2 separate regions of the Hordeum vulgare genome follow, and region 2 is linked to region 1. A link is a contact called in public Hi-C data. All regions are on one chromosome and are shown on one strand. Each heading gives the region's core, a stretch centred on a gene start, on an enhancer-like site or on the middle of the called end of the contact. The rest is flanking DNA. Distances are from core to core; before and after follow the strand shown.

Region 1 (4,978 bases), core at 484-2,983:
GGACAAGCACTGCTTTAGATTTTTCACGTTACATATAATTTCCATCTATGATCTATCTACAGAGTCAACTCTGAAACTTCAGGTAACGAGGATTCTGAAATGAGATAAAAATAATACTCACAGCAATATTATTCTTTAAGACTGATGCAATACTCAGAACGATTGACAATGCAGGTCCTGACAGGTATGTCATGTAGGGATAGGCAAATAGAATAGGTATGCACAGAGCCTGCAAGGTCAATCACAATAGTTAAGATATAAAGTCAGAGGATAGAAGAACTTCAGCAATTAAAAAAAAATAGCAGGTTTTTACTCACGGCTGCGATTTGACAACATTTGATCGGTCCAAGAATTTTATTGATGCGTGGGTATATGAACATTTGATACACAAGCACACTGCCACCTGAAATGGACATACAATACTGACCGTGTTGTTACCATAGAAGGCTCGTTCTACTGAAGGGGAAAATGAATACCAAGGAATATGCTTGAGAAAAAGAACTTAACATTGATGCTACTCACTGTGTACAATGTTAGTGAAATATGATTAATAATGCATCGAATTTTAATGAACCTTGAGCCCCTTGCCACTGCCACATCAGAAAATTTATGGCTTCGATGGCTTTTGGTGTTTTATGTGATGCCTCCGTGTCTCTCCTTTGTGATAATATAATTATCCTATTCACATTTTCAATGATCCGTTAATCATGGAAGCATCATTCATGCGCTCTCACTGCCAATAGTCAACTATTCGTTCGATCCCAATATGTTCCAACAGACATTCCATTGGCAGATTTCTTCACAAAGCCCCAAATTAGAGAACAATATCGGCTTCATGTTCTCAAATCAATGTTTCAGATAAACCTTCAGTTTGAGTAGGGTGTAAAGAGTTTCAGATCCACCATGAGGGCTATGATGCATATCTCTCTCACTGCATAGAGAAAATCGATTTGGCCATTTCCCATTCTGTCTAACAGTTAAAGCTCATGCTGGGCCCAAATCATTACTTTTAAGTTTTAACTGAGTTGATTACTCTCGGCTGATAGAACATTTGAACAGACGATGAGAAGATTCCATATTAACACAGATGGAAATTATTACCATTAGCAGACTGAAAGGAAAGGGTTGGCAGGGTTGACGGTAGAAGAGACAGCATGCGACTGAGGGCGCTCTCCCCCTGCGGCGGACTGGCGGCCATGAAGGACTGACGGCCTGAGTGGCTCTCTTACAGCGCCCGGCCAGCGTGCCGCATGGACCCTGTGCCCCCGCCAGCCCTGTCGGCGGCGCCCTCCCTCCGCTTTCCCCTGTCGGCGAGGCGCTGGGCGGACTGGGCTGAGGAGCTAGATGCCGACGAGCTCGAGCAGTCTTCGGAGGGGGAGGGCCGGCTGGAGATGCCTGTCTCCCTGGCACCTCCGCAGCTTGGCCTCTTCCTGGCCGCGGCGCGACCTGCCCGCCGGCGGCCGGCGAAGGTGGTCGGGCGGCGGGTTCCGGCGTCAGGACGCTGGCCTTCCCCGATGACACCCCCCCCCCCCGCCCGCCCCTTGCCGGTGTGCCGCCCGGGTTATCCCCCGTGGTGGCCGCCGGGGATGGCGCCTGCGTGGCCCGGCCTGGCATCGGTACCCTGCCCCCCTGCGCGGCGGCGACGCCGGTGCCGGCGACGGGTGGCGCCCGGGCGGTGCTCCCTCCCCCGTGCCCTACCGATTCGGGCAGACCGGCGGGTCGTTGGGCAGCTATCCCCCTCTCTGGCCCCCACGGAGCAGACCACGACCCATCTCGGCCAAAGAGGTTGCTTGGGCCTCCCGCCGCGCACTGCACGCTCTGGCGCGGGTTAAACAGAGGTGGGCTGAGGCCCACAAGGGCCCACCCCAGCCACCGCGTCGAGGCCCAGGACAGGGGAGGCCGGCCAGGCGCGGGATTAGGGTTCCCCCCCCGACCCGAGCGCCGCCTCCTCGTTCTGTCGCCCAACCTCATTCCCCTGTGCGCCCGGCTCCTCGGTCGGCTTCTCCTGCCCAAGTTGTGTGCGCCCCGCCCTCGCTCGCGCCTGCCTCCCTCCGACAGCCAGCAGGCGCCATTCTGGCGCGCGGCTGGACTACGCTGCGGCCGACTCCCCTGTGCACGGTCGGCCGCCCCCTGCTCCCGTCCGCCCCTCTCTAAGGCTCTCCTACCGGGAGGCTCTGATGACCCGTCATGCTGGGGATGGCCAGTCCGGCCGACCAGCTCTCCCAGCCCGCGGCCTCTCCCGTGATCTCGCCCCGGATGGGGGTGCCGGCGCTGGCTCGTCAAGTTCCGGCCGCGTGGGTACCAGTCGGCTAGGGAGGTCCCCGAAATACTACTCCGGAACCTCCCTCCGCCACCCCCACCCGGACCGGGACCCCCGCCTGCCGCTGCCGGGCTCGTCGGGGGACATTCGGAGTGTGAGGTCTGATGTGGACCGGGAAGCGGCCCTTCGGGCTGAGTTGGTGGCGCGCCCCCCTCCGGTTTCTCGGCCTCGGGACGCGCATGCTCCTCGCACTCCCCCTGCCCGTGCCCCTGCTCACCGGACCTCGGCGCCCACTTGGAGGCGGGATCGTCAGGACCATCGCTGGGAGGACCGGCGGGGCGGGCCGCATGTGCGGCGCAGCGATGATGATCGCCGCTCTGACTGGCGCACCTCTCGGGCGGAGGGTGCGGACTAGCGCCGGGATGACGGGCCTCCCAGGCGCGTGTCCCCCGAGGTCCCGCCTGGCGCCCCTCTGCCCGCCCCGGCCCCGACTAAGAAGAAGAAGTCGAAGAAGAAGAAGGCCGCTGCTGCTACTCTCGCGGGTGCTGGGTGCCTGACCCTGTCGGGGGCTCCTGAACAGGAGGCTCTGGACCCCCCCCCCCTCCCGCCACGCGGGTTAGTCGCCAGCGCTCCCGTGAGGACACGATGTGCATCAACTGCGGATGCGCAGGTCACTTCCGCTCGGAGTGTGAGGCCCCCCGCAGTGCCCCACGACCCTCGCATACCTTGGGTATGGTGCTGAGCGTGGGAGTTTCTACTTCGTGGATGCGGAGATTGAGGAGGAGCCGGCTCGGCCTCACCTGGCGACGGTCACCCTGGCTTCCGAGTAGGTCATCCCGGAGGGGCTGTTGATCTCGGCTGGCCTCATCCGGGCTGAGCTCGCGGCTTACATTGGCGACTTTCGTGATTCCGAGTTCGCCTGGGAGGTGACTGAGACGGCCCCCCTCGTCTTCTCGGCACCCTTTCCCTCGGCCAAGCTACTCCGGGTCTGCTCACATGACCTCATCCGCTGTCCCATCAACAAGTTCATGATTTCCGTGCAGGCGGCGGCGGCAGAACCTGACCCCGTCCCGCCCCTGGAGAAGGTGTGGGTCCTCGTATATGGCCTCCCAAGGGGAGGCAGCGTGGCTCCGCGGGGTGGCAAGCTTACCCACATCCTGAAAGCTATCTCCGAGCCGATGGGCAAGTTGATCACCGCCGACCTGGCATCATTTGAGGATGATGCTCCCGCCCGCATTGAGATCCTCTGCCCGGCTCCCGCTGAGATCGATGGCATGTCCTTGGTCTTCTACTTCGGGTCCAAGGGCAGGCGCCTCACCTTCGAGCTCGAGTCCCCGACCCTCGTGGACCCGCTGGATTCGGCCCTGGCTGGCCTAGCCCCTGGCGATGGGGGGCTTGGTGGCGAGGAGGGATCTTCGGAGGAGGGTTCGTCTTCCGAGGGCGATGAGGATGTTGGAGGGGCTCTGCCCGAACCGTCCGATGGTCAGCGCAACCCCGACACTGCGCCCGCTGGACCGTCGGGGCCCGCGGAGAGTACCCCCGTGGTGGCTTTGGTGCCGAAGGCGGCCGTAGGCACTGGGATGGCCCTCCCTGTCTCTGACCGCCTGGTGGTCGCCGCCGAGGAGGAGGTGAGTGTGGGTATGGAGGTGTGCCCTGCCTCCTCCCTGCGCTCGCCTGGGGTGGTCTGCTACTCGCGTTCTCCGGGGTCCCCTCCTTCCCCGACCTTGGGGTCCCCGGACCCAGGCCCTCCTATGGTCGTCCACCCTGGCTGGGTGTCTGAGACCCCCCCCCCCCCCCCCGCACCACGCTCGAGGCCACGTGAGGGCGCCTCCCTCGTGGTGGCGGCGCGACAGAGCACGCGGATCAGCTAGTCCCGGATCCTTCAGGATAGCCGCATCCCGACGATCCCTGAGCTGGCGGCTTGCTGTGCTGCAGCCCGTGATCTGTTTTCGGGTACGTCCTCCCCTCTTCCTCCCTCTCAGTCTGGTTCTAGGTTCTCTGTGCTCTCTAGCGATATGGTTCCCCGTTTGGCTGAAGTGGCTGCAAATAGTGGCATTGTGTTCCGAGGAGAAAAATGTCCCCCTCTTGAGCAGATCTTCGCCTTGTGTGCGAAAGAGAGGCTTGAGGGGGCGCTGGCGGAAGCCCGTGTACTTGCTGCGCGGGCACCCCCCCCCCCACGGTGCACCCCGTACCTGGTCATAGAGAGACCAGGGATGGTGTTGCACCCCCGGTTGTGGATGGGACCGTGACGCCCATAGTTGGGCTCCCCTCTATCCGGGAGCCCAGGGGGCGCCCTCCCACCCGGCTCAACCCCACCGAGACCCGCCGCGTGGTACGTGGGTCGGTCCCAGGTCTGCCTCCCCCGGCCCGCTGACATCCGGTGCCCCCTCTTCTCGGGGATGCCGGGGTCGGCCGCCTAAGGCCATCCCCGCCCCGCGGTTGACAAGCGGGCTAGTTCGGCCCCGCTTGCGGGGCCTAGGAATCCAGACGAGGTTATTAAATGAAGCTGCTATGTTGGAACATCAGGGGCTTCGGCCTCACTGGCCGGCGACGGCATCTCATTGATTATTTGCGTCAGGAAGAGATTGACATAGTGGGTCCACAAGAAACGATTAGACAAGACTTTAGCATGCTCGAGCTCCACAGGCTCTCCCGTCACCAGTTTGCCTCGCAGTGGCTCCCTGCGATGGGCCACTCTGGGGCTATTTTGCTCGGTGT
Region 2 (4,925 bases), core at 214-2,713, 460 kb after region 1:
TATTGTGATGACGTGCGTTTGTATTGGAATGTTGTTGATCGTTGTTTTATATATAAAACGGGACGAAAGCTATTTTCGATAAAAAGTAAGGGGCCCTAGCATATTTCCATATCATAGTGAAGACACTCCAGCATATCATACAAATCATAATTCAATTATCTCATGCATGCGAGACAACACAATGCGAGTTGTAAGTACAAAATTGTTTATCTTCCTCTTGCCAATTAAAAGTTGTTTCTCTTGATCTTGCCAACCATGGTGTGTTGTTCAGTTTCTCTACCGCATCAGCATATCAACTCAAACGACGGATGTCATATGATAAAATAAGGAACAAAAAATGGACTGAAGTACTGATGTATGGTAAGGTCACGCAGATCATTAGAATATAGTACAAACATCCATACCTGTAACTGCAAGAACTTGACCAACATCCTCAGACGAGAAACTTAGCCCACCGTACTTTCTGTCACTTTCAGCCCACAAGGAGAATATCTAAATATGTGACCCGAAACACAAGTGTCAAGATAATATTTTTTGTCTTTCGAAAAGGAGGATGGCCCCCGGCCTCTGCATCAGACATTTTACTAATTATTCACAAAGACTTTAAAAAGTAAAAGTACTAAGATGATATAAACTAAATTTCTAGTCTAAACTAACTTTAACTACTGGCACAAAAAATGTCCTCAAGGACGATATTTGATTTTTTTTCTCATAGTTTAATGGGATAATCAGAACAAATTTATCGACCATGGTGACTAAAGCAAGGAGTAGTAAGATATACTAGAAAAAATGTACGGATATTATTCATTTTGTTGTATCAATGATATTTTGGCTTAATCATCTGGATCATTGATGATGATAAATAATTAAGGACTTTGCCCAAGGAAAACATCTGTTGAATTCCACTCCGTAGAAAAAGGAAGATCGAGCTGTTTCTCCTGGATGGCGGCGTCGTGGACCGGACCCTGCGCACGGCCGGTGGTGTGACGGCGGCCAGCATGGCTCCGCCGCCCCCTTCCCCTTCGCCGCCGGCGGCTTCCCTGGTAGCTGGGGGGCCGTCTCTCTGTTTCTCCCGCGCGGCGCGGAGCTGGGCCGACTGGGCCGAGGAGAGCGACGACGAGGACCCGACGGCGAGGGCATGATTGAGCTCCGTGGCTCCACCGCTACTCGGGGACTTCCTCTCCGCGGTGCGCTCAGCCCGTCGGCGCCCTGGGAAAGGGCTGCGCCGGCGGTCTCCTGCGTCCCGGCTGAGGGGCTCCCTCCCGGTGGTCCGCCCCTGCTCCGCCTCTGCCCGGCCTGGCGCGCCGCCCGGGTTATCCCCTGTGGTGGCCGTCGGGCCTGGTGCTGGCATAGCCCGACCAGGCGTTGGCCCCCTGCTGCCCCTGGCGGCGGCGGCGCCGATGCCGGCGACGGGTGCCCCCCCCCCCCCCCCCCCCCGAAGGTGCCCCCCGAAGGTGCCCCCAACCCTGTGCCCTTGCGGGGTGGGCCGTCTGTCGGATGCGCGGGTCGCCTGCCCCCTGGTTGGGTCGCTGCGGGCCCATTCACGGCCTTTTTCGGCTGCTAAGGCGGCTGGCGCGGCCCTCCGCGCTTCACGGGTCCTGGCACTGGTCAACAGGCGCTGGGCCTTGGCCCACCAAGACTTGGGGTCGGGGGTGGGGCGCGGCCTGATGCCCGTTCGGCCCTTCAGGGGAGGGCAGGGGGAACTACTCCGGCTGCTCCAGGCCGGCGCCAGGGCCTCTTCTCCTCCTCCTCCGATTCGCTCCTACAAGGAGGTCCTCATGGCTCGCCTCGCTGGTGATGGTCAGCCCCGGCCAAAGAGGGCTTCCTCGGCTTACCAGCGACCCCGGCCCGCTCCACCTGCCCGTGGTCCTGCCCTGGCCTAGGGTCTCGACGCCGGCCCGTCGCGCTCCGGGCGTGGTGGCTCTGACCATACGGGGAGGTCGCCAGAGTATTACGCTGGCACCTCCCTACGCCGCCCTCCACCGCCTCAGGACTCCGAGAGGGACCCTCGCTTGCCCCTGCCGGGCTCGCCGGGGGACGTCCGCCGCCGGGAGGCTGCGCGCCTGAGCCCTCCTGACGTGGACAGGGAAGCTGCTCTGCGTGCCGTGCTGGTGGCACGGCCACCGCCGGCTCCCCGGTCCCGCGACGAGATTGCCCCTCGCGACCAGCCAGCTCGACCCCCTGCTCCCCGGTCCTCGGCGCCGGCCTAGCGGCGGGACCGCCACGACCACCACCGAGAGGATCGGCGGGGCGGCCCTCCCATGCGGCGCGGTGCGGATGACCGTCGCTCTGACTGGCATCCCTCCCGAGCGGAGGGTGCGGACTGGCGCCGGGATGACGGGCCTTCTAGGCGCGCGTCTCCAGTGCTCCCGCCTGCTGCTCCCCCGGCCGCCCCGTCTCTGGCGAAGAAGAAGAAGAAGTCGAAGAAGAAGAAGACAGCTGGTGCTACCCCGGAGGGTGATGGTTGCCCGGCCTCGATGGGGACTCCTGAGCAGGAGGCTCCGGAGCCCCCCCCCCCCCCCCCCCCGGCTCGGGGTAGCCGCCAGCGCTCTCATGAGGATACGATGTGCATCAACTGTGGGTGCGCAGGACACTACCGCTCGGAGTGTGAGGCCCCTCCACGATGCCACACGACCCTGGCCTACCTTGGGTATGGTACTGAGAGGGGGACCTTCTACTTCGTTGATGCCGAGATTGAGGAGGGGGTAGCTGGCCGCACCTGGCGACTGTCACCCAGGCACCCGAGCAGGCCACTCCAGCTGGGTTGGTGATCTTGGCTGATCTCATCCGGGAGGAGCTTGTGGCCTACATTGGTGACTTTCGGGACTCCGAGTTCGCTCGGGAGGTGACGGAGACGGCCCCCCTCGTCTTCTCGGTTCCCTTCCCCTCGGCCTAGCTCCTCCGGGTATGTTCCCACGACGTCATCAGTTGTCCCATCAACAAGTTCATGATTTCCGTCAAGGCGGCGGCAGCGGAACCTGACCCCGTGCCGCCTTTGGAGAAGGTGTGGATCCTCGTCTATGGCCTCCCGAGGGGAGGCAATGCGGCTCCGCGGGGTGGCAAACTCACTCACATTCTGAAAGCCATCTCCGAGCCGGTGGGCAAGCTGATCACCGCTGACATGGCTTCTTTCGAGGACGATGGCCCCGCACGCATTGAGATCCTCTGCCCGGCTCCTGCTGAGATCGATGGTCTATCCTTGGTCTTCTACTCTGGCTCCAAAGGTAGGCGCCTCACCTTTGAGCTCGAGTCCCCAGCTCCGGTGGACCCTCTGGGTTTGGACCCTGATGATCCGGAGCCTGGCGACAGGGGGCTCAACGATAAGGGAGGCTCCTCGGAGGAGGGCTCGTCTTCTGAGGGGGATGATACTGCTAGAGGGGCTCAGCCCAAGTCGTCTAGTGCTGGGCGGATCCCCGCCGCATCGGCCGCTGGTCCGACAGATCGCGCAGGGGATAAGCCAGTGGAGGCGCTGGTGTCGTTGTCTGCGGTAGACACTGGGCTGCCTCCCCCTGTTTCTGATGGGCCAGTGGCCGCCGAGGAGGAGGAGGTAAGTGTGGGCATGGAGGTGTGCCCCGCCACATTCCCACGCTCGCCCGGGGTGGTCTGCTACTCGCGCTCACCGGGGTCCCCCCTTCCCTAGTCTTGGGGTCCCCGGACTTGGGTCCCCCCCGATCGTCGACCCCGGCTGGATCTCGGAGTCCCCCCCCGTGCCCCGCTCCAGGCCACGGGGGGCCCCTCCCTCGTGGTGGCTACGCGGCAGAGTGCGCGGATGAGCCAGTCCCGGATCCTTCAGGATGGCCGCATCCCGACGATCCGTGAGCCGGCGGCCCGCCGTGCTGCGGCCCGTGACTTGTTCCCGGGTACGTACCCCCCCCCCCCTCCCTGCCTCTCCTTCTGGTTCTCGTTTTTCTGTGCTTACTCACGAGATGGTGCCCCATTTGGCTGTTGTGGCCTCGGATAGTGGTATTGTGTTCCGAGGGGAGAAAGGTCCCACTCTAGATCAGATCTCTGCCTTGTGCGCCAAGGAGAGGTTTGAGGGGGCGTTGGATGAAGCTCGTGCTTTCGCTGCGCGGGAGGAACCTTCCACCTCGGTGCACCCCGTACCTGGTCATAGAGAGACCAGGGATGGTGGTGCACCTCCGATAGTAGGTGGGATCGTGGCACCCAGGGATGGGCTCCCCCTATCCATGAGCCCACGGGACGCCCTCCTACCCGTATCAACCCCAGTGAGACCCGACGCGAGGTCCGTGGGTCGGCTCCCAGATCTGCTTCCCCAGCCGGGTGACCCCCGGACCCCCTCTGCTCGGGGACGCCGGGGGCGCCCGCCTAAGGATCTCCCCCATCCCGCGATTGACGGGCAGGCTAGTTCGGCCCCGCTTGCGGGGCCTAGGTATCCAGATGAAGTTATTAAATGAACCTCCTATGTTGGAACATTAGGGGCTTCGGCCTCACTAGCCGGAGGCAGCAGCTCATCGATTATTTGCGCCAGGAAGAGATTGACATTGTGGGACTTAAGGAAACGATTCGCCAGGATTTTAGCATGCTCGAGCTCCAGCGGCTGTCTCGTCACCATTTTGCCTAGCAGTGGCTCCCTGCGACGGGCCACTCTGGGGGCATCCTTCTCGGTGTTAGGGAGGATGCGTTCTCAGTGGAGGACATGGACCGCGGGGAGTTTTTTGTTAGCATGGCCGTCACTGACTGACGAGTTCACCTCAGCTGGGAGGTGATTATCGTCTATGGTCCGGCGGACCATAGCCGATCGGCAGACTTCCTCGCCGAGTTGAAAAACAACGTGGAGAGGTGCACCACCCCGGTGGTGGTGGCCGGCGATTTTAACCTCATTAGGTGGGCTTTTGATAAAAGCTCACTAAATGTGGATCGACCCTGAATGCGTCTCTTTAATGATTGCATTGCGGATCTGGTGC

What was found. Hi-C and Micro-C count contacts between places; a contact is called where the count stands out from the background.
Region 2: a contact with region 1 is called in a Hi-C map of seedling, with 2.3 times the contacts expected there. The contact joins the promoter of LOC123448206 here to the promoter of LOC123448202 in region 1. A contact is called at or near these places in 2 of 6 Hi-C or Micro-C datasets (leaf and seedling).

Annotation. Positions count from the first base shown.
Region 1 is chr4H:148,391,445-148,396,422 of MorexV3_pseudomolecules_assembly, forward strand. LOC123448202 (translation initiation factor IF-2-like) reads left to right here and starts at 1,734. Exons shown (of 2, transcript XM_045125018.1): 1 at 1,734-4,213. The coding sequence starts at 3,289. The coding sequence ends at 4,131. It overlaps LOC123448201 (protein ZINC INDUCED FACILITATOR-LIKE 1-like), which reads right to left. Exons shown (of 17, transcript XM_045125017.1): 12 at 318-403; 13 at 122-229.
Region 2 is chr4H:148,847,176-148,852,100 of MorexV3_pseudomolecules_assembly, forward strand. It overlaps LOC123448206, which reads left to right and starts at 1,464. Exons shown (of 2, transcript XM_045125027.1): 1 at 1,464-3,860. The coding sequence starts at 2,948. The coding sequence ends at 3,640. It overlaps LOC123448204 (protein ZINC INDUCED FACILITATOR-LIKE 1-like), which reads right to left. Exons shown (of 17, transcript XM_045125021.1): 11 at 405-492.